Linked DNA regions of Anser cygnoides: all the other regions are linked to region 3. A link is a contact called in public Hi-C data. All regions are on one chromosome and are shown on one strand. Each heading gives the region's core, a stretch centred on a gene start, on an enhancer-like site or on the middle of the called end of the contact. The rest is flanking DNA. Distances are from core to core; before and after follow the strand shown.

What was found. Hi-C and Micro-C count contacts between places; a contact is called where the count stands out from the background.
Region 1: a Hi-C map of liver shows a contact between it and region 3, with 1.8 times the contacts expected there. The contact joins the promoter of SLC16A1 here to the promoter of CAPZA1 in region 3. A contact is called at or near these places in 2 of 7 Hi-C or Micro-C datasets (both in liver).
Region 2: a contact with region 3 is called in a Hi-C map of liver, with 2.2 times the contacts expected there. The contact joins the promoter of LRIG2 here to the promoter of CAPZA1 in region 3. A contact is called at or near these places in 2 of 7 Hi-C or Micro-C datasets (both in liver).

What each region holds. Positions count from the first base shown.
Region 1 is chr25:6,453,156-6,456,598 of Taihu_goose_T2T_genome, forward strand. It overlaps SLC16A1 (solute carrier family 16 member 1), which reads right to left and starts at 1,874. Exons shown (of 5, transcript XM_066982889.1): 1 at 1,733-1,874. It overlaps LOC136786927 (a long non-coding RNA gene), which reads left to right and starts at 1,944. Exons shown (of 2, transcript XR_010826543.1): 1 at 1,944-2,744; 2 at 2,835-3,443.
Region 2 is chr25:6,469,158-6,472,954 of Taihu_goose_T2T_genome, forward strand. LRIG2 (leucine rich repeats and immunoglobulin like domains 2) reads left to right here and starts at 1,904. Exons shown (of 17, transcript XM_066983123.1): 1 at 1,904-2,167. The coding sequence starts at 1,929.
Region 3 is chr25:6,298,041-6,301,718 of Taihu_goose_T2T_genome, forward strand. CAPZA1 (capping actin protein of muscle Z-line subunit alpha 1) reads left to right here and starts at 1,966. Exons shown (of 10, transcript XM_066983193.1): 1 at 1,966-2,117. The coding sequence starts at 2,079. ST7L (suppression of tumorigenicity 7 like) reads right to left here. Exons shown (of 19, transcript XM_048071024.2): 4 at 2,737-3,006; 5 at 1,125-1,207; 6 at 317-476. The coding sequence starts at 2,746.

The DNA of each region.
Region 1 (3,443 bases), core at 624-3,123, 160 kb after region 3:
AAGTGAGAAGACTCCTCACAAAGGCAGCAAACAGGAGCTGCGGGGTCTCTGCCTGCAGCCCCAGCCACCCGCCCAGCCCAGGCACGCAGTGGCTCTTCCCCGCACCAGCGCATTTCTCAGCCCTGCACTTCTGAAGAGTCAAAAAAGCCTCAGAGCGAAGACGCCCAGGAGAGTCAGCCTGCACTAAATTACCTCACTTAGCATGAAAATAGGATGCTTGTGCACCACAGAAAGGCTCCAGGCACACAGAAAAGCAAGAAAACAGTATCATTGGATTTCAGGTGTCTTGTGATGAAACTAAAAAAGACTTGTTTTTTAGCCCCCTCCCCCTTCGAAAATTAAAGCCCAAGAACACCTCGTGCAGACCGCCCCAGCTCAGGGGGCAGCAGGAGCCTGGCAGAGGGGAGGACAGCACTGAGGCGTTATGCTCTGAGGACTTGCTGTCCCGGGGAGGACAAAGGACACGGCTCTGTCCCCTCTGAGCCTCCCCAAGGGGAGCTACAGCTCTCCTCGTGGCCCCCCTGTTCGTGACTCTCCTCAGGTCGCTCGCAAGCCCCGTGAGCGCCGCTCGCCCCCGCACGCTGTGCCCCCGCCGCGGGCCGTGCCGGGGGCCGGGGCCCGCGCACCCCCAGCAGCTCGGGGCCCCCGGGCCCCGCTCCGACCCCCGAGCACCGCGCTCCTGGAGCTCGCCGGAGGCCTCCAGGCTGCCCACAGCCCCCCCAGGGCCCACCGCCAGTCCCGAACCGCGCTGCGGAGCGACCGAGCACGGCCGGAGCCACCGGGTCGGGGGTGTATCGACGGCCCCGGCTGGGGGGCCGCGAAGCACGGGCGAGGAGCAGCAGCCCAAGGGGCCCGGTCCCCCCCCCCGCCGCCCCGGGCCCAGGCCCCAGGTGCTGCCGGGCCCCGGGTCCCCTTCCCCGCTGTTATCGGCCGCCCGGAGCGGGCTGTAATCGCCTCAGCCCCGGCTCCCCCCCCCTATCTGCCGCTCACAAGGTGCGGGTTCGCCCTCCCCGCTACCGGGAGGCCCGAGGGCTGCGGCGCCCCGGGACGGCTCCGTTCCACGGCCCCGCCGGTCACCGGCCGCTCCCCGAGGCGCCCCTCCCGGTCCCCGTTCACCTCTCGGCGGCTCCCGAGGCGCTCCGTCGGACAGCGCCGCCTGCCCTTGGCCCTTCGCGGGGGCAGGGGGTGAACGCGGGCCCGGGAACCGGAATCCTCTAACGGGAAAGGTCACGGAACGAGGGCTGGGCATCCCCGGCTGCGCGTCGAGCGCCCCGGCCCGGCGCCGACCGGCGGCTGTGGATCCCCGGGCACGCGGTCCGGGGGCCGGCCCTGGAGCTACGGGGAGGGAGCAGCGGCACCGCGCAGACCGTGCCCGCAGGCCACGAGGGGGGGCCCGGGGCCGGCCGCCTCGCATCCCCCGGCGGCACGGGGCGGCAGCTACCGGCCCGGCCCGCAGGAGCTCGGTGCCCGCCGGCTACGCTCGCGTCCCCCTCCCGGCCACGCGCGTCCCCGCCGCAGGTGCGAGCGGCGCCGCCGCAGCGCCCTCCACGAGGTCCCTCCACGAGGTCCCGGCAGCGCCCCGCGCCCCCGCCAGGCCGGGAGCGGCAGCCCCGGGGCACCGGGATCGCGGGGCCGCGCCGCCCGCCCCGAGCCCCCCAACCCGGGGCCCCCCATCCCCGCCCCGTCTCGGTCCGGTCCGGTGCCCCCGCCACGTGGCCCCGCCGGGCCCTACCTGCGCGTGCAGCCGCCAGCCGAGCGCATCCCCCGCCCCCGCCCGTTATAAGGGCGGCGGGGCCGCGCGGCGGGCGGAGCCGCTGGTGGGGCCTGGGCACGGCCCCGCCCCCCCGCCACGTGCGCGCCCCGGCCCCCAGCGCGCGGCCCCCGCCCGAGCCCCCTCCGGCCCCTCCGCCGCCGCCGTGTGCCCCGGCACGTACCGGGCCCCCCCCACTACCGCCCCCCGCCCCGCCCCGCCCCGCCCCACCGCCATCCGCCGGGACGGGCGGGAAACGCGGCGCCGGCGCGGAGCGGGCACATGGAGCGACGCCGGCCGCGGCTGCCCTGAGCCCCGCGGGGACGGGGACCGGGACCGGGACCGGGACCGGGACCGGGACCGGGACCGGGACGGGTGCAGTGGGGGCACCGCCGGGCCGCCCGCTGCGGCATCCCCCGGGGCTTCTCCGTTTGGTTCCCGGGGGGCTCCGCTCGGGCGGGGGGCGCGGCGGCGCAGCCCCTCCAGCCCTGCCGCCGGGGGACCCGGTGGTGCCGCCGGCCGAGCCGCGGGCAGCGCTGCCAAGAAGGCGGCGAGGAGCTGCCAGCGGGAAACGACCCGGGGGTGTCGGCGGGGACGGGCGAGCAGCGGGCCCCGCAGCAGGGAGCCTGCCCCGGGCCGGCCCCGCGCAGGCCGCGACCCCCGGCGCTGCCCCGGAGCCCGGTGGCGGCAGCCGGGAGAGGCCCCGCTGGGGCCCGGCGGCGCGGGGCCGTGCTCGGAGCCCTGGGCCGGGAGCTGGGACGTGCTGCCGGGTGCCCCGCTCGCCCCTCGCAGATTCTGGGGCTGTGCCCGTCGGTTCCGCAGGTAATGGCCCGGGCCCGGCCGGCTCACTGACGGAGCGCGGAAGGGGCTGGAAGGTGCTGGAAGCTGCCCACGCGCAGAGCCCCTCGCTGTCCGGATGCAAAATGGTGGCAGCGACGCATCGAGCACCGCGCTCCCCGTGCGTAACAAATCCTGCACGAGGGGGCTGTTACCTGTGAGTGCTTTTCTGGAGCTGCTGGCTCCTGCGGCCTAACGAAGTTAATTGTCTTCTGGGTCGCCTGTCTAATGCTCTAATTTGTTTTAGAGCAGAAAAGTGTGGTGTAGTTCACCTCGGAGCCATGAGAGGCAAAAAGGCAGTGACACTCAGCAGATGGGAGCTGGGGCAGCCGCAGGGGAGGTGCAATCCCTTTCATATCAAAGGCAACCACGGTTCCTCTTCACCACAGCAAGCGTGTGCATGGGTGTGCTCTGTGTCAAGGCACTTAATGGGCCAGGTGCACTCGATAAAAGAACACCAGGCACTGCAGCAAACTCACTCACCCACTTCTGAAGCAAGACGACGTGAACCAAGGAGTGGGCGGGTGGAAGGTTTTCTTGGTGCATCTACCGTGCAACTTAGTAAACAGGGGTAGGTCCGCACTCCGTTTTGCTTAGACAACAAGACAAATAATAATTAAAAAGGGCGATTTGGGATCAAACTCGAAGTGCCACTTAGCTTTGTCATCCTGTAACACCTTAACTAGGAGCCAGTGCTCTGCGCCGCCTGGAAGAAGCGTGGCAGGCGGCGCGGGGACGCAGTGCCGTCGTGACGGGGGAGGCCGCGCCATGTCCTGGGCACTGCTGGACAGTGCCCCCCGGGCACGGCTGCGTGCTGGGGGAGTGCAGAAAACAAGGGGCCAGGCACAGCGGAGCT
Region 2 (3,797 bases), core at 654-3,153, 170 kb after region 3:
CAGCGCTACTCATGTCAGCAGGGGCAACCAGTGGCTGCTGCCGCTCCGTGCAGAGCACTGGCAGAGCTGCAGCCCTGGGGCACAGCGGGCTGGGGAAGGTGGCTGAGCAGAGAGCACAGAGGGTGCGGCCCAGGCCAGGAACAGCAAACGGCAATGCGTTCATGCAGAACTGCAGTTCTGCTTCTCCCTGCTCCATTGTGGCAGCGGCTGATGGGGTGCCAGTGCCCGGCTCCCGCAGCACACTCTGCAGGACCAGGGGTTGTCTCCGTGCGTGCTCTGAGCCGGACCTGTGAGCCCTGGCCAGGCACACGGCCTCTGTCCTCTGGACTTTGCCACCCCTCTTCGAGGGGCTGTTTGCGGGCAGGGTGCCTGCGGGACATCGGGAGCCCCCGGTGCAGGCATGGAGCGTGCTGCTGCATCCCGGCGGCGCTCAGAGGGGCCCTGGTGCTGCCAGCCCGCAGCGCTCTCCCCTTTCTGCAGGCCAACCTGACTGCCCCCAGCCGTGCGGGCCACGGGCACACGGAGCTGTGGCTGCCCACCAGCATCTCGTGCCTTGGGGCCGGGCTGGGGCTGCCACCCTGGGGAGAGGCTGGAGGAGAAGGGGCCGCCCCGCCGAGCCCCCAGCCTGTGGCCCGGCCTCGCTCCTTGGCCAGCGCCATGCCGTCAGGAGGGCGGGTCTGTGCGTGAGGGAGCCCCCGCCGCAGTGCCAGGCCTCCCCATGGCTTCTCAGGCCAGGCCCTACAAGCCACTTGCATCTTTTTCAAATTTTCACAAAGTCTGGCCTGAACACACCATCGCCTGAGGATCCCGTGGATTCGCTGTCACCGCTCGCCGTGCGCGTGGCGGCACACGGGGGGACACCCCGCCGTCCCTCTCGCACCCCGCAGGGGACCCTGCTGCATCCCCCCCGCGCCCACCCCAGGAAGGCCAGTACTGCCCCCTCCCTCCTCGTCTTCCCTCCAGCAGCGGGGGGCTCGGCACCTCCTTAACCCCCGTTTCCTCTCCCAGCTCCCCTTGACGCTGAGAACGACGGGGCTGAGGGCGGCAGGGCGACATCCTGCGCCCCCAACCTCCGGCCCGCTCCCCTCCCGGGCACGGCCGGGGTACCCGGGGACCGGAGGGGCACCGGGGCGAAGCCGCAGCGCTGCATTTCGGGCCCCCCCCGGTACGGGCCCCCCCCGGCCCAGAGCTCCGCGCTGCGCAGCGCCCCAGGCCCGGCCCGGGCTCCTCCGCCGGGGCTCGCGTGCCATCCAGCGGCCAAGGCCCGGCCCGGCGCAGGCTGAGCCCTCCCGGCAGGGCGGCCGGGGACAGGGAGAGCCGCGCCCGGCCGCAGCCACGGCGGCGCCGGGGGTTCGGGGGGCCCGCCGGGGCGCTGGGAGAGCCGGAGGGAGCCCGGCGGGAGGGCAGGGCCCCCGGACACAGCGGGCGTGGGGAGCGGCCCGGCAGTGAGGGACGGCCCCCATTAACGTGCCGATGGGGGCCGCCACGGCGCCGCGCTCAGAAAGGCGAACGGCGGGGAGCCGCGGTCGGGGAGACTGCGGGGGCTGCGTCTGCGCGGGGGCTGCGAGCGGGGCTCCTCACGGGGCACCCCGGGAGCCGGCGGCACCGCCAGCACCGCCGGGAACCGGGCACGCCGGCACCAAGCACCACGGGGACCCGGCAGCCACGGGCAGCCCGCCCACCGCCCCCCCAGCGGCCTCTGCCACGGCCCCGCCCCCGGCCCCGCCACGGCCCCGCCCCCGCCCGGTCCCCGCGGCGGCGGCTGCGCCTTGCGCCGCTCGGCGGCGGCCAGGGGGCGGGGCGTCCGTCGGCCCCGCCCCCTCCGTTGGCCCCGCCCCCACACGCCGGCCCCGCCCCCGGCGCGCTGCGCGGTGACGCGGGGGGCGGGCGGGGCGGGCGGAGCGGTGCGGGCCGCGCCGTGCCGGGGGATGCGGGGCGCGGGGCCGGGCGCGGGGCCCCCCCGCGGGGCGCTGCCGCGGGCCGTGCCCCTGCTGCTGCTGCTGGCGGCGGCGGCGGCGACGGCGCTGGGGGCGCTGGGGGCCGCCGCCGAGCCCTGCGCCGCGCCCTGCTCCTGCCGCCGCGGCCTGCTGGACTGCAGCCGGCACCGCCTGCCCGGCGGGCCCGGCCCGCGCAGGATCCCGCCGCTGCCCGCCGGCACCACGGCGCTGTGAGTCGGGGGCCGCGGGGCGGGGCGGGACCGGCCGGGGCCCGGCGGCGAGGCGAGGCCGGGCCGGGCCTAACGGGCCTGCGGCCGCCTCCCGGGGCGGCGGGCGGGCGGGGCGGGAGCGGCCCCGGGGCACGGCTCTGCCCGCGGCGGAGCGGCGGGGGGCGGGAGCGGGGCTCGGGGTGCCCCCGGGCCCGTCGCAGGCCTCGGCCCCTCCCGGCCCCTGCCGGCGGCGCCTCGAGCCGCGCCTTGCAGCGCCCGGCCCCGAGCTCCGCCGCTGCCGGGCGGCCTGGGCCTCGCCTCCCTCGGGGAGAGCCTGCGGGCTGCCCTGGGCTCTGCGGCCGCTGCTGCTTCGGGAAGGGAAACAGCAGCCCGAGGCGGGTGGCAGCCCTCGCTCAGCGCCAGGGGTGACCGGCGCCGCGCTGAGCGGTGTCCCCCAGGGCCGGCGCAGGGTGCCCCCGGCCGTTACTCAGCACTCGCCGCCGGTTTGTGCCCCGGGGGTGTTCAGATCCCCCTCTGCTCACAGGAGTCCCCAGCCCCTCTTGGAGCCAGCGTGATTCCCAGTCCGTAGCTGTCCTGCAGCAGGCTGGAAGGACGGTGCTCCAGGGCAACGTAAAGAACTGGCCTGGTAGATCCCAGGAGCGTAGAAGGCAGTGTTTGGGTACCTGCAGGACTCCCTTTTGGCAGGACTTAAGAGTCTGGTTTATAATAAAAGCTGGGCACGCATAAGGGAGTTTGTCACTTTATTGCCACTTTCTGGTTTTGTAGTTCTCTTCTTTCCCCATACGATAAACAATCAGAAACGTTGAGGAGGAAACGTATAGCTCAGCACAGAAATGCAGTTAATTTGTCATTTAAAATATTTCACGTTAGAAAGGTACGAGGATATCTTAACGTAGCACTTGTCAGGGCCTGGACAGGTAGGCTGGAAGTTCATCAGGTGGCTAACAGGCAAACCGATAACTGTTGTATTTGAGAGCGAGTTTCCAAGCTTCGGAGCGCTCGTATCTTTCTCCAAGCCAATAGAGGGTGCGTTTCGAATGGCTTGGCGCAAACTGCAATGGGAAGAAGTGGTGTTGGCGCTGTGCTAAGTTATGCAATCTGCCATATGCTGCAAACAATAATTAAGTGTATATTCTCTGTTGTGGCTTTCAGGATTTTGGCACACGAAGCATGTGGGGGGGGGGAATTTTTTCTTCCCTAAGACAGCTCTAGCAGTTCTGACTTTAAATAAGCCGTAATACATAAAAGCTGTTTAAAATTAATCAAAGCTTTTTTTTTTTTTTTCCCCTCACATGAAAAAGTCCCTGATGGGCTTTTCCCTCTCAGTTCTCGCTTCACCTAACTTCGTGGACTGAAAAATCTTGTTTTTCATAACTCTTAAGCTCCTTGCAGCTGATGTTACCAGCGTGGTGGTGGTTTGTGCTGTTACAGCCAGGAAAGCACCCTCAGAGCTCTTCTTCGTAGTGAAAGTATTCAGGCAACTGCACTTTTCCTGCTGAAATGCGTATGCTTTGTGGGTGACCTGCAGGGTGGTGAAGAGTGTAGAGAAGTCAGGGAGCCAGCAAACCCTTTTTGGTGTGTCTGCGTGTTAACAGTCATAAAGTCAGTAACAGTTCCATTTGCAGCGGTG
Region 3 (3,678 bases), core at 716-3,215:
TTAAACACTGCCATTTACATTCAAGCAATTTTACCTTGCACATGTTTAGAATAGCTAATATCTAGTGTTACTTAAACAGTTTTAGCTGAACGTGTAACATATTTTCTAGATGATGTTTTTAATAATGAATGTTTTAGATCAAAGATACATTATCACTTGATTTCTTTTATCATATTAATAAAACGCATCGTAAGGCATAGGCCTTTCCCCAATTACTACAAGCACTAATGCTTAGTCAAAGCCATTTAAAACTCAACTCATTTGAGCCAGTCGCCTGCAAGCTTAATGAAAACTGTTGGGACACATTAACAATCACCTGGCATATTCTGCCTGTTTGTCTCATTCTCTCCAACTGAGAACGCTGCTGGTGCTGGAGGGCTATTTTCCACACCTCCAATGAGGGGTCTCAGATGACTCACAGATACCTGCTCGATGAAAGATGTGCCATATTTTCGGAAATGCCACCACTCAAATACCTGTTATGGGAGAAAAAAGCATCAGAAATTTCTTTAGGCAACACCCTTCCAACATAAACATCAGAGATGAAAAGTAAATTGCACAGAGGAAGGACATCCCCTTGCAAATTATTACAGGCAGGACCTATCTACATACAAATTAATACTAATTATCTGTTTCGGGCCTGTCTTGTCATGTGGAATTACCCCCGTAACATAGAAGAGATTGGAAAAAAAGTAAATTTTAGTCTAATCACGTTACTCTCCCCCCACGTTGTTAGGATAACTTCTAAGCCCTTTCAGAAAGTGCCTCGATCTTATACACTAAAGTGTGCTGTACAGGGAAATCGCACATGCAGGCACAACATGGATATAGCTTTTTCACTTTACAAAATTAATCCCAAATAATAAAGCACAAAATGGACAGTTAAAACAAGCCTGAGTTCCTTAAAACAAATTCAAGTTATTTTCCCCAGATTCACCTAAATGTACAAGACACATAGGAAAAGAGTACTGATTATACATCGGAAAAGATACTCGGTAACAAGCTCCTTCGTAGTACAAAGGCACCCTCTAGAGTCTGATAAAAGTCTGTTGCATTTACCCTTAATGAAAGAATCTTAGAGGTGCTAAATTTGTTAAAGGAGAGGAGAACAGTGGACTACTTACAAATATCAGGCCAGATATGAAAGATGAGGTCACTGTAAGGGCAAAGTAGAATTTTGGAGTCAAAGTGCTTAAGAACACAGTCACTGTTAAGAAACACAAAAAAACAAAGACTTAATGAGCAGAACTGAAACACACAGAGAGCTTTTTATTAAACACTGCGTGAAACACTACGCGGACATAACACACAGCACAGCCCGCGTAACTTCACAGGTTACGTCACTTTATCAGAAAACCCCTTCAGTCTGCTACTGTCCTTCCGTAACTGTGACAGCCGACTGGGTTCCACGTGACCCCCTCCCCCCCCCCCCAAAAAAAATCGGTGTAAATTCTTAACGAGGCCGGGCAGGGCCCCCCCCGGGCAGGGCCCCCCCGCCTCTCACCGGCGGCCAGCCCGTCCCGGAGCCGCAGCGGCACCCGCAGCACGGCGTAACACAGCCCGAGCCCGGCGGCCACGGCCAGGAGCCCGCGGGCCCAGGGCGCCGCCGCCGCCGCCCGCCGCCGCAGCTGCTCCCAGCGCCGCAGCGCCGCGGCCGCCCCGGGGCACGACGGCCCCCGCCCGCTGCCTGTCCCGCTCCCGCTCCCGGTCCCGGTCCCGCTGCCGTCCGCCATGGCCGCCGCCGGGGGACGCCGGGAGAGGGACGGGGCGGGGCGGGGTCCGCCCTCGGGGCTCGGCGGTCACCAGCCGGGACCCCCCGCGCCTCGCGGCCCCGCTCCGGCGGCGGGCGGAGACCGCGGGCGGAGACCCCGCGCCCCGCCAGCCCCGGGCCGGCCCTCACCGCCTTCCCCCCCCCCCCCGCGCCCCCCCCACAAGGCCCGTCCCGCCCGCCCCTAAGATGGCCGCCCCGCGACGTCTGCCCGCAGCCAAGATGGCGCCGGCCGCGCTTCCTGCCCGGCGCCCAGCCTCAGCGCCCGGCATGCTCCGCGCGGCGCCGGGCCGGGCCCAGAGGTGCCGAGATGGCGGACCTGGAGGAGCGGGTGTCGGACGACGAGAAGGTGGGGGGGCTGCGCCGGGCCGGGCCGGGCCGGGCCGCAACGGGACCGGGGGAAGGCCGGGGGGCGCCGCAGCGGGGCGGGGGCCGCAGCCCTGGTGCCGCCGTGACAGGGCGGCGCAGGCCGCCCGCCCCCGAGCGCGGCGCCCTCACGGCGGGGCTGCGCCGCTCAAGGGGGTCCCGAGCGGGGCGTGTGTAAGGGGGGGGGGGGAACGGGTCGTGCCTCCCGCTCCTGGCGGCGCACGGGCAGTCCCGAGCTGCCACAAAGAACGGGGCAGCCTCCTCCGAAGCGGGGAGCACCGACAGGCGGTAGCTGAAGGCAGAGCTGCCGCCTTCCCTTCCCTGCGCCGTGCAGATGGGCTCGTTTCGTTTCTTAAAATCCTGCGGGGCGTCGAGGCTTGGGGATCTTCAAAGATCTGGGAGTTTGGAGCCGGCTTTAATTTCTCTCTTAAACTGCTGCTTTCAGTTTCATTATGGCGACATTCGTTGTGACAGAGAACCTCAGAGGTCCCCTTTGCCCGTTAACGTTTTAGACCATTGTTTGAAATAAGTATTCCAGAGCAGAACGTGTAGTCATCAGTACACTATTGAAATCTATCCGATATAGTGTAAAATTCTTTAACCTGTTGGCATTTGGCTGAAATTTCATTTGAACTGCTGCAATGGAAACCATCGCTTCATTGCGCCTTCTTTCAAAGCACTTTCAGGGAAGACGCATCCTGCAGGAGGCCCTTTAGGACTACGTGTGTCCAGATATTTTATTTGTCAAACTAGCTGGGATTTCACTTGAAATTGGGCCCTGTGTTCTGCTTCATGTCCTGGCTCAGGCAACCTGGCATCAATTTAAAGTAGCTCCATGCCTGGCACAGGTAGAAAGCGAGGTTGTGAGGATTCTGAAAAAGAAACATGCAGTAAAGATTCATTATAGTATCCATTTTATAACCACTCAGGAAACAACAAAGAAAATCAAACAAAAGAGCAATAAAGTTAATTCCTCCCCTCACACCTCTCACCCCTATAAACCTCACTGCTTTATTCTCTGTAGGTGCATTTTAGGAAAGCTAGGGGTTCATTAGTTTAAACCTTACTGCGGTGTGTCCTGTTGTCTGTTTTCTGCTGCCATTTTACCAGTTTAAACTAGTAGTTGAGCAGCTTCCCTGTCAGCTACTTTCCCCATTTTAGAAAAAGGAAGTTAGTTTTGCTAGCTTACTGCAGAGCTACCTGAAATGGTAATGATGGCCAGGAAGTAGGTCAGTTTACAGAAAGTCTTTTTGTGCTTCTGCAAACGAACATCCTGTCGCTGTGCTGACACCGCTTTGAAACAAATCAACTCTAAAAATGACAAGTAACAGCAACTCAAATGCTTGACATTTAGGATTAAGTACTTCACAGTCTGCTTCCTGCACTCCAGTCCTGATTTCAGTAGTTTGATTTAAGTACTTTATATTTTATTGCTTCACAGGAGAGTCGGTGCACAGGATGCTCTAAAAGAGTGAACAGTTTTCACGTGCAGTGGTTGCTGTTTGTTCATGGCTGGTTCTGTGAGGACATTTGATCGAAAGGCA